Linked DNA regions of Mus musculus: region 1 is linked to region 2. The links are chromatin contacts, called in public Hi-C maps. All regions are on one chromosome and are shown on one strand. The core of a region is the stretch at or near the end of the contact, and the rest is flanking DNA. Distances in the headings are between cores, read along the strand shown.

The links. Hi-C and Micro-C count contacts between places; a contact is called where the count stands out from the background.
Region 1: a Hi-C map of regulatory T cells shows a contact between it and region 2, with 17 times the contacts expected there. The contact joins the promoter of Mul1 here to the promoter of Cdca8 in region 2. A contact is called at or near these places in 1 of 39 promoter capture datasets (pre-B cells), 2 of 484 Hi-C or Micro-C datasets (CD4 T cells and regulatory T cells) and 1 of 9 other capture datasets (liver).

Annotation. Positions count from the first base shown.
Region 1 is chr4:138,430,643-138,436,421 of GRCm38.p6, forward strand. Mul1 (mitochondrial ubiquitin ligase activator of NFKB 1) reads left to right here and starts at 4,030. Exons shown (of 4, transcript NM_026689.3): 1 at 4,030-4,237. The coding sequence starts at 4,118.
Region 2 is chr4:124,934,528-124,940,523 of GRCm38.p6, forward strand. Cdca8 (cell division cycle associated 8) reads right to left here and starts at 2,390. Exons shown (of 10, transcript NM_026560.4): 1 at 2,062-2,390; 2 at 1,828-1,956. The coding sequence starts at 2,155. 9930104L06Rik (RIKEN cDNA 9930104L06 gene) reads left to right here and starts at 2,521. Exons shown (of 5, transcript NM_177573.3): 1 at 2,521-2,806; 2 at 3,913-4,190; 3 at 5,839-5,996. The coding sequence starts at 3,916.

The DNA of each region.
Region 1 (5,779 bases), core at 2,780-5,279, about 13 Mb after region 2:
CCAATACCACGAAAAATATGCTGAGTATATCAGACAATTTTTGATAATTATGTCAGCTGTCTTCCCAAGTGGAGGGATATTGATCTCATCATTCTTCTTTTTTTGTTTATTTGTTTTTGTGTGTTTTTTGTTTGTTTGTTTGTTTGTTTGTTTGAGACAGGGTTTCTCTGTGTAGTAGCCCTGGCTGTCCTGGAACTCACTTTGTAGACCAGGCTGGCCTCGAACTCAGAAATCCGCCTGCCTCTGCCTCCCAAGTGCTGGGATTAAAGGCATGTGCCACCACCGCCTGGCTATCATTTTTCTTTTCTAAATAAATAATTTATTTTTATTTTTTATGTTCATTGATGTTTTGCCTGCAAGTATGTCTGTGTGAGAGTGTCAGAAATTCTGGAATTGGAGTTAGAGACGGTTGATGGGTGCTGGGAATTGAACCCCTGTCCTCTAGAAGAGCAGCCAGTGCTCTTAACCGCTCAGCCATCTCTTCAGTCCCTTGTTACCTTTTCTATTTCCTGTTCCCTTTGGTACTAACCTGGCCATGTCCCTGCAGGTGCTAACTTGCCAGCTCTGAATCTACTTGATTCCTAGACCCCAGTGAATGCCTTCAGGGCATTTACCCAGTGACCAGAAGGCCACTTTTGCTTCTCTGAGGAGAACTGTGAACTTGGGTCTTAGGCAATGTTCTGTCAGTCTGTGATGTTGTCCTAGGTCACCTCCTCTAACTCATTCCTGCTTTAGGAGCCCAACGCAGGGTCTCCAAGTCAGAGATCATTCTTCACTGTGACTCAGTGAGGACAGCCATCCCCAGCTGAAAATGGTTCCCCGGGGACATCTGGCACAGCGGAAATTGTCCAACTCTCATGCCTAACGAGACCCACATGGTGTAAACTTCAGCCTGTCTGATATTCTCAGCAGCACTCACGAAGGAATTCAGCCTTTGGCAGAGGAAAAGAAAGAAAGAGGCAGGGTTATTTTCAACCAGCATGTCCCTTTTGAGAGCGATGGGCTTTTTAACACGCTCCCAAGAAAGCCCTACAAGGGCCTGAAGGGTAAAGAAAGGATGCTTGGCTCAGTACCCGAGGACCCCAACCAATCAGCAGTGGAGACGCTGCCTAGATTTCAGTCTTGGGACCACGCTTTTGTTCTTTCCCTTGCAGTGATCCAAGGATAAAGGATTTTCGATTACTAAACAGGTTGGATCATGTCCTTCCTCAACTCAAAAGGTTTTGGATCGTAACCTCCCAAAAGATCATGAAGCTGAGGCCAACATTCTCCAGGAACCAGTTTCCTTCTATGGAAGAAAAAAAAGAAAAACCCTAAATATGATCAGCCTTTTGTGAATCATTCTAGAGACCCAAAAACATTCTCTTCTAAGCTAGGAGTGACACAGGGTTGTAATTCTTGCACTTGAAAAGCCCTTCAAGCAAGAAGATTAGGAGTTCAAAAGTCATCACTGGCTACTTATTGAGGTGAAGGCTGGTCTGTACTATCTGAGCTTCTGACTCAAAAACAAAAGGAACATAAAAGCAGTATTCTTCTCCATTCTTTTAAAAGTAAATAGGGTTGTTGGGCATGGAGGAGTGTATCTTTAACCCCATTACTCTGCAGGCAGAGGTAGAGAATCTCTGAGTTTGAGGACAGTGAGTCCTAAGCTAGTGAGCACTACACAGTGAGATCTTGTCTCAACAACAGCAAAGGAAACCAAAAATAGAATCCTATTCAGACACATTTGCAGTCTGCCTTCTCATTTTTCAACTCATAGATATCAGGGATCTGGGGACAGAGACACAGCTCCCCACTGTCACCCACAGCAGAGTTTCCCTAGACTTTTAGGGACTTCAACTCAGATCAAATGGATTCCTGGCTTCAACGAAAAAAAAAAAAGTGTTCCAGGGCCAGTCAGTATAATGAGACAGAGTTGGAGATTTTTATTATAGATATCTTGAGGGTTAGAGGAAGCATTGAGAAGACACACCCAAGTGTGGGAATAGGTTCCCCAGGGGAACATGGCAATTGACTGGCTTACCATTAGCTAGACCCATTAGGTGGCTCTCATGCTACATCTCAAGCAGTTGCTAAGAAGCCCCTCCCTGTCATTTGATATGTGAGATTGCAGTTGCCTTGGATAGAATTCCGATTTAGAACCCTAGGGTTGCAGAAGGGAGCTGGTACATTGCAGGTTTTCCGCAAATGAGGTTTCTGGTGAAATTCCTAGAAAATCGCAGGTTTACTGCTGGGAAGGGAGGAAGGCCTTGGGCAATTATTAATTTTGCTGGAATTATATTTTACATTTATTTATTTGTTGTGCACATGTTGGCAATATACACGCCATAGCCTGTGAGCGGAGATCAGAGGACCGTGTTTGACAGTCGGTTCTCCTTCCATCCCGTGGGTCCCAGGGACTGAACTCAGGTTGGACAGCAAGCGCAGAGCTTTACCGGCTAGCTGTCTTAGCACCCTTATGCTGGAATTCTTCTCTGGCAAGAGCCTTTGACCAAATTGCTGAGAAACGTGCTTCTTTTTCCTGTCCCAACGTTTTTCCTGCCTCAACAAACGTTTCAAATTTTATTCAACCAACTGACTATTGGAATTAGATCATTTTTATTCTTTTGTTATTTAAAAAGCACTCCAATGAATATCATTAGGTCTATTTTGAGGAATTTAAAGGATAACCTATAGGACACTGCAAGGAGAACCCAGGCTTTGCAGGCAGATGTGCTGGCTAAGACTTGCGGCGACTCTGATGTCTGAGAGGAGTTGGACGAGTTCTCCAAAGGTCACCTGGGTTGAAGCCCATTATCATTTTTAGTTAAAGGTCTGAGTGTATTTATATTCTCCCCACCACTTGTTTTTTTGAGACAAGGCTTCTCTGTGTAGTCCCAACTGTACTAGAACTCGTTCTGTAGACCAGGCTGGCCTTGAACTCAGAGGTCTGCCTTCCTCTGCTTCCTGAGTGCTGGACTGTGTGTATTTCTTAACCGAAGCCTCAGTTTCCTCTCCTGAAACTCTACTGTGGCAGTGGTTGAATGCATCAAATGCTGGTCTGGAGTGACTGGGACGGAGCTAAGTGGAAGAACACTTGAAACCCTGGGTTTGGTCCCTAGATAGTGGAGTGAAACACAGGCCAGGCCTAAGAAATACGAACTACAGTACAAGGCATATAATAGTCACTCAATAAAAATATTTGCTGTTATTATTAAATAAGCAGTATGCTGTTTTGGGGGTGGCGTGGCAGTAGATTAAGAGCTATTTTCGCGATTCAACTGGTGTAGAATCAATTCAACTGGTGTAGTGGTTGAGGGCTTTGAAGCTGGACTAATTTTTCTCCAGCTCTCCTTTGCAGTATGGCTCCGACCATGTTCTCCATCCCCTCTGGCCCCAGTTTCTTTTTTCTTCTTCTTTCTTCTCTTCTTCTTCTTCCTCTTCCTCCTTCTTCTTCTTTTTTGGTTTTTCGAGACAGGGTTTCTCTGTATTGTCCTGGAACTTACTTTGTAGACCAGGCTGGCCTCGAACTCAGAAATCCGCCTGCCTCTGCCTCCCAAGTGCTGGGATTAAAGGTGTGCGTCACCACGCCGGGCTAGTTTCTTCATCTTTAAAAGCCAGGTTTCAAGGTTCTCCGATAGCTTAAAGCCTAACACTTCTTGGTGCTGAACACGCGTTTTACTCAGCTCCCCATCTGACGGCGGCGACATCAAATAATCCAGCAAGGGCTGGAGAAACAGACCAGTGAGTAAAGGTGCTTTGCCACCATGGCTAAGAACTTGAGTTCCATCCCAAGGACCCATAAAGTAGGAGAAACCGGGACGCTCAGATCGAGTCCTGCCCTCTATAGGTGCACCAAGGCACGCTCTCATAGGATAAATTAGATGTCATTTAACAATAACGGAGCAAGAACGTCTAGAAACCCGGAGGGAGAGCTCCCACGTGACCACAGCCAGCCCCACCGGTTTCCCAGGAGGCCGCAGTAACGTCGCAACCACCTAGGCAACGTCTTTGCTCCACCCCCGTCCTCCACTTCCGGTTTTTACGTCATCGACGGGCGACGGGTTCCGGGAAGGGCTGCGCGGCTGCGTAGGGGTCGCAGGTGATTTCGAGGCGGCTGGTGCGGCTTGGGGTCGCCATGGAGAGCGGTTCGCGACCGTCGCTCGGCCAGGTCATCCTGCTGGGCACCAGTTCGATGGTCACCGCCGTACTGTACTCCATATACCGGCAGAAGGCCCAGGTCGCGCAGGAACTCAAGGTCAGTGCGGGGGGTGGGGTGGGCAGCCCGGTCTCACTGGCAGCTCGCGCCGGGGCGCACCGGGGAGCCACAGGGCCCCAGACGACGCGCAGCCAGAGGGGATCCCGGGCACCTGCTGCAGCGAGGCTGCCCCCCCCCAGTGACCCTCAGTGTCACTGGACGTTATTGCAGTGCTGTAAAACTGTTTCTCGAAAACCTGCTGGGCACCAGGTAGTGAGAAAAACAGGCCATTGTCCTGGTGCACAGTGCATTCTAGGTCAACCACACGCCTACACGTAATTGGATCGTGTGATAGGGCGAGAATCGGGTTGGAGTAGGGCAGAGAAAAGCGGAAAGATAGGGAAACGGAGAGTTCCGTTCCTTTTGCTATAGTAAAATATCTGACAGAAAGCAGCTTAGGAGAGGGAGAAGGGTTATTTCGTTTGTAGTTTCAGGTTACCATTCATCATCGCGGGGAAGTCCAGGCCAGGAACTTGAGTCAGCTGCAAATCACGTCTGAGTCGAGAGAAACAACTATTAAACAGTCCAGAGCCCAGACCTAGAGAATGGTGTCAGTCACAACACAACAGCGAGTTTCCCCCCTTCAGTTAGAGCTATCAGGACAGTGTCTAAACAGCTATGCCTACACAGGCTGACTCAATATAGACAGTTCCTTGTTGAGACACTCTTTCCAAGTGATTCTAGATTATGGCCATTGACAGGGGGGCGTCGCCATTTTAAACAAGGTGATACTTGGGTCGGAGATGGAGGATGTGAAGATATGTAAGGCAGGGGTGATTCCAACGTGAAGAACAGCAAACTTAGAGGCTCATTTGGAGAACAGAGAACTTAAAGGCTCATCTATTTAACCGCTCCGCTCCAGGTTTCTACAGTCATTTCTTTGTATATTATAGTTACTTTAAAACTACATTCTCATTTGAGGGTTGCACTTAACAGCTCAGACGGCACATTTCCGTCTCTGTTTTATTTTTGTCTCCAGTCCCAGGTGATCTTTTGGCCTCTATTGGGTACCAGGCATGTATGTGATACACAGACATGCATGCAGGCAAAACCACCCATATAATAAAAAGTAATAAGGTAAAGATGTGAAAGGCCCTTGCTTTTGTGTTAGGACCCAGAGATAAAGCTGGGGTGGAGCGGAGCCCCCAGGGGTCTTCGCCCTCACTGGCTTGTCGCTGTTAATTTAGCTTTTGTAGTTGGCTTGTTGAGGACTGGTGGCTGAGGCTGGCTCTTATGGGTACCGTGGCACAGCTCTGCCTGGAACTCCAGCAACACGACACTTTTTGTCCTCCTTTCTTAGTTGACCGCCTTGCTCTGTGGCACCTGTCAAGCTGACGAACCTTGAAAGGGCGGGGGGATCATCTTCATCTCTCGGTTCTTACCTCAGCGTGTGACGAGCAGTAGCTGCCCAGCGCATGGTGGTGGTGTTATGCTGGCTGGAATTTCACAGTCCATCAGCCAAAGACTTGTTCTGGCAGTTGTATGGAAGATGGACTTTGGAGCCCAAGTCTTATCACCAGGTTGGTTTCAGTAAGGGCTCAG
Region 2 (5,996 bases), core at 1,140-3,639:
ATTTCTAAATTCTGTATGAATTTTTAAGCGGTCCTTCTCCACTACCCCTGTGGTGGGACAATGTCTGCTTTTCCTAGGTGCATCTTTAGTGCCTAGCCTAGTGAGTGACACTTAACTTTGTAGAAATGAATGAACAGAAAGATTAATAAGGCATGACAGAAGAATTTTGTTAGCAAAACATGCACTTGTACCTAGGAAGGAGGAGGCACACTGGTAGATATAGTGATGAGGAAGGCAGAGGAAGCAGCTGGAGAGAAAGGAGCCTCCATGCTTCCTCAGGGGTTTCACAAATGGCGGGAAATGGGCTGACATTTTTCTCTGGTCAGAAAACCACTCTTATCTTTTTTTTTTTCTCCTCAAGACAGGGTTTCTCTGTGTAGCCCTGGCTGTCCCGGAACTCACTTTGTAGACCAAGCTGGCCTCGAACTCAGAGATCCACCTGCCTCTGCCTCCCAAGTGCCAAGATTAAAGGCGTGCACCACCACTGCTCGGCTATGATTATCTTGTTATGTTCACCTGGCTTTGTTTCAGAAGGAGACTAACTTGTTCTGCTTATGTTCTGCTTCTGTAACCCCGCCCATTTTGCTTGCTAAATCCCCCATTTGAAGACGCACCCCCCCCCCACCCAACCACTGAGCTGTAAGAGACTTGACTTCCTCACATCCAATGCCGATCTCTCAAACCCAGCCGTAGGGGGAGGCAGCCTGCATACACTAATGAAAACGCTTGCGTTAATTTATTTGGCCGTGATGATTTGTGATTTGTCTTTTGTTTTTGTTTTTTATTTTGGTTCTTCGAGACAGGGTTTCTCTGTATAGCCCTGGCTGTCCCTGAACTCACTCTGTACACCAGGCTGGCCTCGAACTTAGAAATCCACCTGCCCTGCCTCCCAAGTGCTGGGACTAAAGGCGTGCGCCACCACTGCCCGGCCTACTCCTATCTTTGTAGTTCACAAGACAGAGCTGTTTGAGGATACTGTCCGAAATGAGCTCTGACAAAAAACAAATAATTTTTCTCTTAATTTATTCATTCATTTTAGAAGGCTGAGTTTGTACAAGTATTTCCCGGATGTGTGAAAATTATGTGAAATTGACATTTCAGTTTGCCCAGAAATCAAACTCATCACGGCTCTTTTGGAACTGTAACAGAAATGCAGTTCCAGAACTCAAGACTGTTTGTTACCTGGCCTGCTAAGGACAGTGGTTTGCCTACCACTGGCCTGGCTGGATGGCAGGCAGTTTCCAGTGGGGCTGAGCAGTAGGGTCTCCCCAAAAGATGGATGTGTTCTCCCAAAACACTCCCCCTGGATACAGAGATGCTGAGAAGACATGATGCGTCCTGCTCTTACAGTCCTCTCCCTCCGCTGTTAAGCTGCAGGACAACTCTTACTGTCCTACTGAGCGACTGCATCCCTGCCTATTGGCAGGTAGGCTAGCATAGGTTAGGTCATGTCAGTGCGGAACAGCCTCCCCCAACCCCTGAAAAACCTTCAATTATCAGCTCACTTTGTACTATAGATTTGAGATCTCGGCCTCGCCCCTCTTCCTTCAGGCCTCCATCATTCTATTTCTGGTATATCTCTTCTAAAGCTCTCCCATTCAAACGTGAAGGTGAGATGCACTGTCCTAATAGCGCTCATCTGAAGGGTAATTCATGCCTACTTCTTTCCTATGGGCCCACCATTCTTTTATAAGTTATGACAGATGGCAATTTCCTACCGGTGGTTATTTTAGACCTTATTAAGAAGGGGACATCTGAATGAGTCCCTACAATAAGCTTTCAAGATAAGCACTCGTTGGTCACGGGGAAAACGCTAGCAGCTCTTACCGAAGTAGTCAAGCCACTTCATCCCTTGCAGCGCCTTGGGGAGCCGAAGGATCTCGATGTTGTACAGATTTTCCACCTCCTTGAGGAGGGTCTGTCTGTCGGACTCAATTTGCTTGGTTCGAACTTGCACTGCAAAGAGGTGAAAGCGGACGGATCCCGCGTCAGGTGTGCGAAGCCGTCGCATCCGCGTCCCAACCCACCCAAAACCCACGATCACGCGAATCCACCCCTTACCCTCGCGGTCGAAGTCCTTCAGGAAGGAGGCGAGCTTCCGGCTCCGCAGCGTGTTGGTCCTGGTTCCGCGGCTGCTGCGTTTCTTGGGAGCCATGGCGCCTGGCTGCGTCGAGCGAGGGGCCAAGCAGCCGGCTCCGCGACTGAGACGGGGAGAGGGTGTGAGCGGTCGGAGAGCTGAGAAAGTTCAGTCGTTGGAGTCTAGGTTTCCAGAACTCTGCCGAAACCTACCTGCAGGTCCCAAAACACAGTCTGAGGAACCCTCACAGCTCCAACTAAGGGACGGGCGGCTCCTCGGTTAACCGCCACCCAATTCAAACTCAACGGGCACAGCCTAGCCAATAGCAAATCGCCGTCTTAGGACGGTTCTCACCACGCCCAATCACAATAAAGCTTCTTCTCCTTCCGCCAGCCAATCCTCATGGAGGACTTCAATGCCCAGATGTCATTGCGGCACACGCCATCTTTTCGCGACTCCAGAGTCGTGCTAACTGGAAGTAGAGTGGTGAGTTCGTTCTTGTGAATAAGCGCGGTGTAGTTTTTGATGTACTCAGCGTTGACATCGCAGGATTTACGTTTTCCTGTTGATTTAGGGCTGGAAATCTTAAAGAGAGGCGACAAGACTGACTCCAGAAGCACAGGTCCCGGAACAGACAGACCCCAGAGACTCGCAGTCTAAAGCAGATTGCCCTGTCGTGAAGAAACCCCTTCGGAAGACCCGAAGCAACGGTCTTCCTGCAGAGAGAAGGTAAGAGGACCGCCAGAATCAATATTCTTGAGTGTCCGCGGTTACAAGACAGAGACACAGCTCCACTCTGCAGCGTGGGGAGTTGCCCTAGCCTTTTAAGGACTTGAGCTCAGTTGATGGCCCTGACGCTGAAAAGAACTCAGCACTAGCTGAGCTCAGTTGATGGCCCTGACGCTGAAAAGAACTCAGCACTAGCTGATTTATGAAGCAGAGTTACATGAACATATTTGCTACGGGGCCTCACCATATAACGCTGGCTATCTTGGAAGTCTCTGTGTATACTAGTTTGGCCTCGAACTCACAGAGATCTGCTTGTTTCTGTCTTTCCAGTGCTAGGATTAAAGATGCATTCGACAACTCCCAGCCTATGGCTGTTTTAAATACAGGCATAAGCACAAGAATTAAGAGAGAGAGGCAGGCACCTAGGCATAAAAGACACTTGCATGCTCCTCAGAGAATCTCAGAAAGTTAGACATAGCCACGTGGGTATGAGATTCTCTAGGGAGATCAGCAGTTGATTTTCTTTCTTTTCCCCCAGTTTCTTGAGACCAGGCTGGCCTCAAACCCAAAACCCGGCTCTGCTTCCAGAGGGCTGGAATTAAAGTCATGTTACATTAGCCACAATTACTTATTTTGGTGGCTTTCAGTTTACATCTCAAAAGGGTTTCTAAAAACCCTTGTGACTCCCTTCAAACAAGAAGTTGTTTGATAAGAGAAGTAAGTGAGGTGGCTTTCAAGATTCTTTGATGGTATTAAATCCTACAGATGTAAATGGGGTAGTGTGTGTCCTTTCTCTGTAAATGGGATTCCTGGTGAGATTTCTAGAACATGGAAGATTTACAGCAGGAAGGAAGAAAGGCTGTTCACAGTTGGTAAGTGTACTTGCAGGAATTCTTCCTTCATTGTTGGCTGAAGGTGTCAGCCCACTTCCAGGACTAGGAGTTCTTGTTTGTGTCCCCCAAAGTCTCCCTACCTTTCATTATTGCCTTGGGACTATTTGAAGACCAACAGCTGGTCTTCTCCTGAGGTCGGAAATGACGCAGCCTTGATGCAGGCCCTCCCTTCTGGTACCCTGACTCCCTTTTGTTTTGTTTATTTTTTCCCAGAAAATGGCTCATGACCAGCCTCTGCTGGTTGTGCAGGAGGCCCTGAGGAAGTGCTTCCCTGTGGTGGAGGAACAGCAGAACCTGTGGCAGAGCACCCTGCAGGACTGCTCGCCCCTCCTGTCCTCTCTCAGTAACCTGGCTGAGCAGCTGCAAGCCGCACAGAGTCTGCGCTTTGAGGATGTGCCAGCCCTGCGTCCCTTTCCAGACTTACAGGAGCGGTTGAGGCGCAAGCAGCTGGAGGCTGGTGACGTTGTTCTGGACAAGCTAGCTGAGCGGCTGTAAGAGGCTCTGTTGTCCCCCTTTGTTGATGGACAGATCTTAATGCCGCATGGCATCCCAGCCTCAGTCAGGGGGTCCTACAGAAATCGACAAAAGCAAGTCAGGAGTAATCATGCTGGAGCTAAGTTGAATGTCTGTGAGTTCGAGGCCAGCCTGGACTACATTGTAAGACCATGCATGTCTTTAAAACAAAACAAAACAACCCAAATCAGGCCAGGTGTTTAATCTCAGCACTAAGGAGGCATATACAAGCAGATCTCTGAGTTCAAGGCCAGTCTGGTCTACATAGAGAGTTCCAAGGCAACCAGGGCTACACAGATAAACCCAGTCTCAAAATAAATAAGTAAGTAAACAAACAAATAAATAAAAATAACCCCAAACCAACTAAATAAATGGAAGAAATTACAAAAGCAGAAAAGAAGAGGGTGGCGAGGAGTGCAGCCCTCTTCTGTCGTTGTCCTTGGTGTACTGCAGTTCAGGGAGAGCTGGGAGTAAGGACTGTGTGTCCGGGACCTTGTACACCTCTGCCTTATACCTGTCTATGCACTTGGAAGCAAGAAAAGGGAAACTCAAACTGATTGTCCTGATCACAGAGTCCGTGAGAAATAGAGCCAGGAATCTGAAGTGGGCCTGCCACTTAAGCTGGGGCTTCTTACCACCACCTGGTTCTACACACAAGTGGATACATGTGTAACTAAGTAGCCCAAGAAACAGTAACAACACAGGTGTTACACAGATACTCTGTTTTCTGCTTTTTTTTTTTTTTTTTTTTTTTTTTTTGGTTTTTTTGGAGACAGGGTTTCTCTGTATAGTCCTGGCTGTCCTGGAACTCACTTTGTAGACCAGGCTGGCCTCGAACTCAGAAATCCGCCTGCCTCTGCCTCCTGAGTGCTGGGATTAAAGGTGTGCGCCACCACACCCGGCTTCTGCTTGTTCTTGATGTTAGTCATCGACTATAAGCAGGTCTTACACACTTGAGGATTTTGGATTGTTTCCTGTTTTTACACCATAAGCCACAGTAGGATATTTAGAGCTAGCGTTCTGGGCTAGAGGATCCCTTGTCCATTGGGAAGTTGCAGCCTTTGTTTTAGTGATGGGTTCCTTAGAGTCAGCATTCGAATACTATGTAGCCACTGCCAAAGGCACTTTACACACATCATAGTATTTATCTTTCCAGTGACAATTCATTCACTGATTGTGTGTTTGCTGTTCTTGGGAAACACAGTGAGCAATGAAGCCTTTATGCACAGGGGAAATAACTCACATTCTCAAGCAGTCTGTGCATGTCGAGCCCACATTGCCATTGAAGAACTGGCCAGACAAGGGCAGTTAAGATGGCTCCTGGGGTAGAGGCACTTGCCGTGTAAGCCTGATGACCTGGGTTCAATCCACGGGCCCATGGAAAGGTGGAAGGACAGAGTGGATGCCACAAAGTAGCCCTCTGATCTCCAAGCATACTCTGTCATGTGCATGCCCTTCCCTCATACTAAATTAACAAGGGTATAGCTCAGTGGTAGACCGCTTCCCTAACACGTCTAAGGGTTTGAGTCCCCTCTGAAACAAAACTTAACAGGACAGTAGTGGTTTGAGAAGGCTTACCCCCTATCTTTTTTTAGGATACTGCCTAACACCCTCCTTTTCCCACAGAGCCACCCTCCTCAAGGTCCGTAACACCATCAACAGCCACGTGGAGCAGGTGTTTCAGGCCTACGAGCAGCATGCGGCTGTGCTAGACATTGACACCGTCCTGCGCCCCTCAGTTGTGAGCCCCTCTGTGGCTGACATGTTGGAGTGGCTGCAGGACA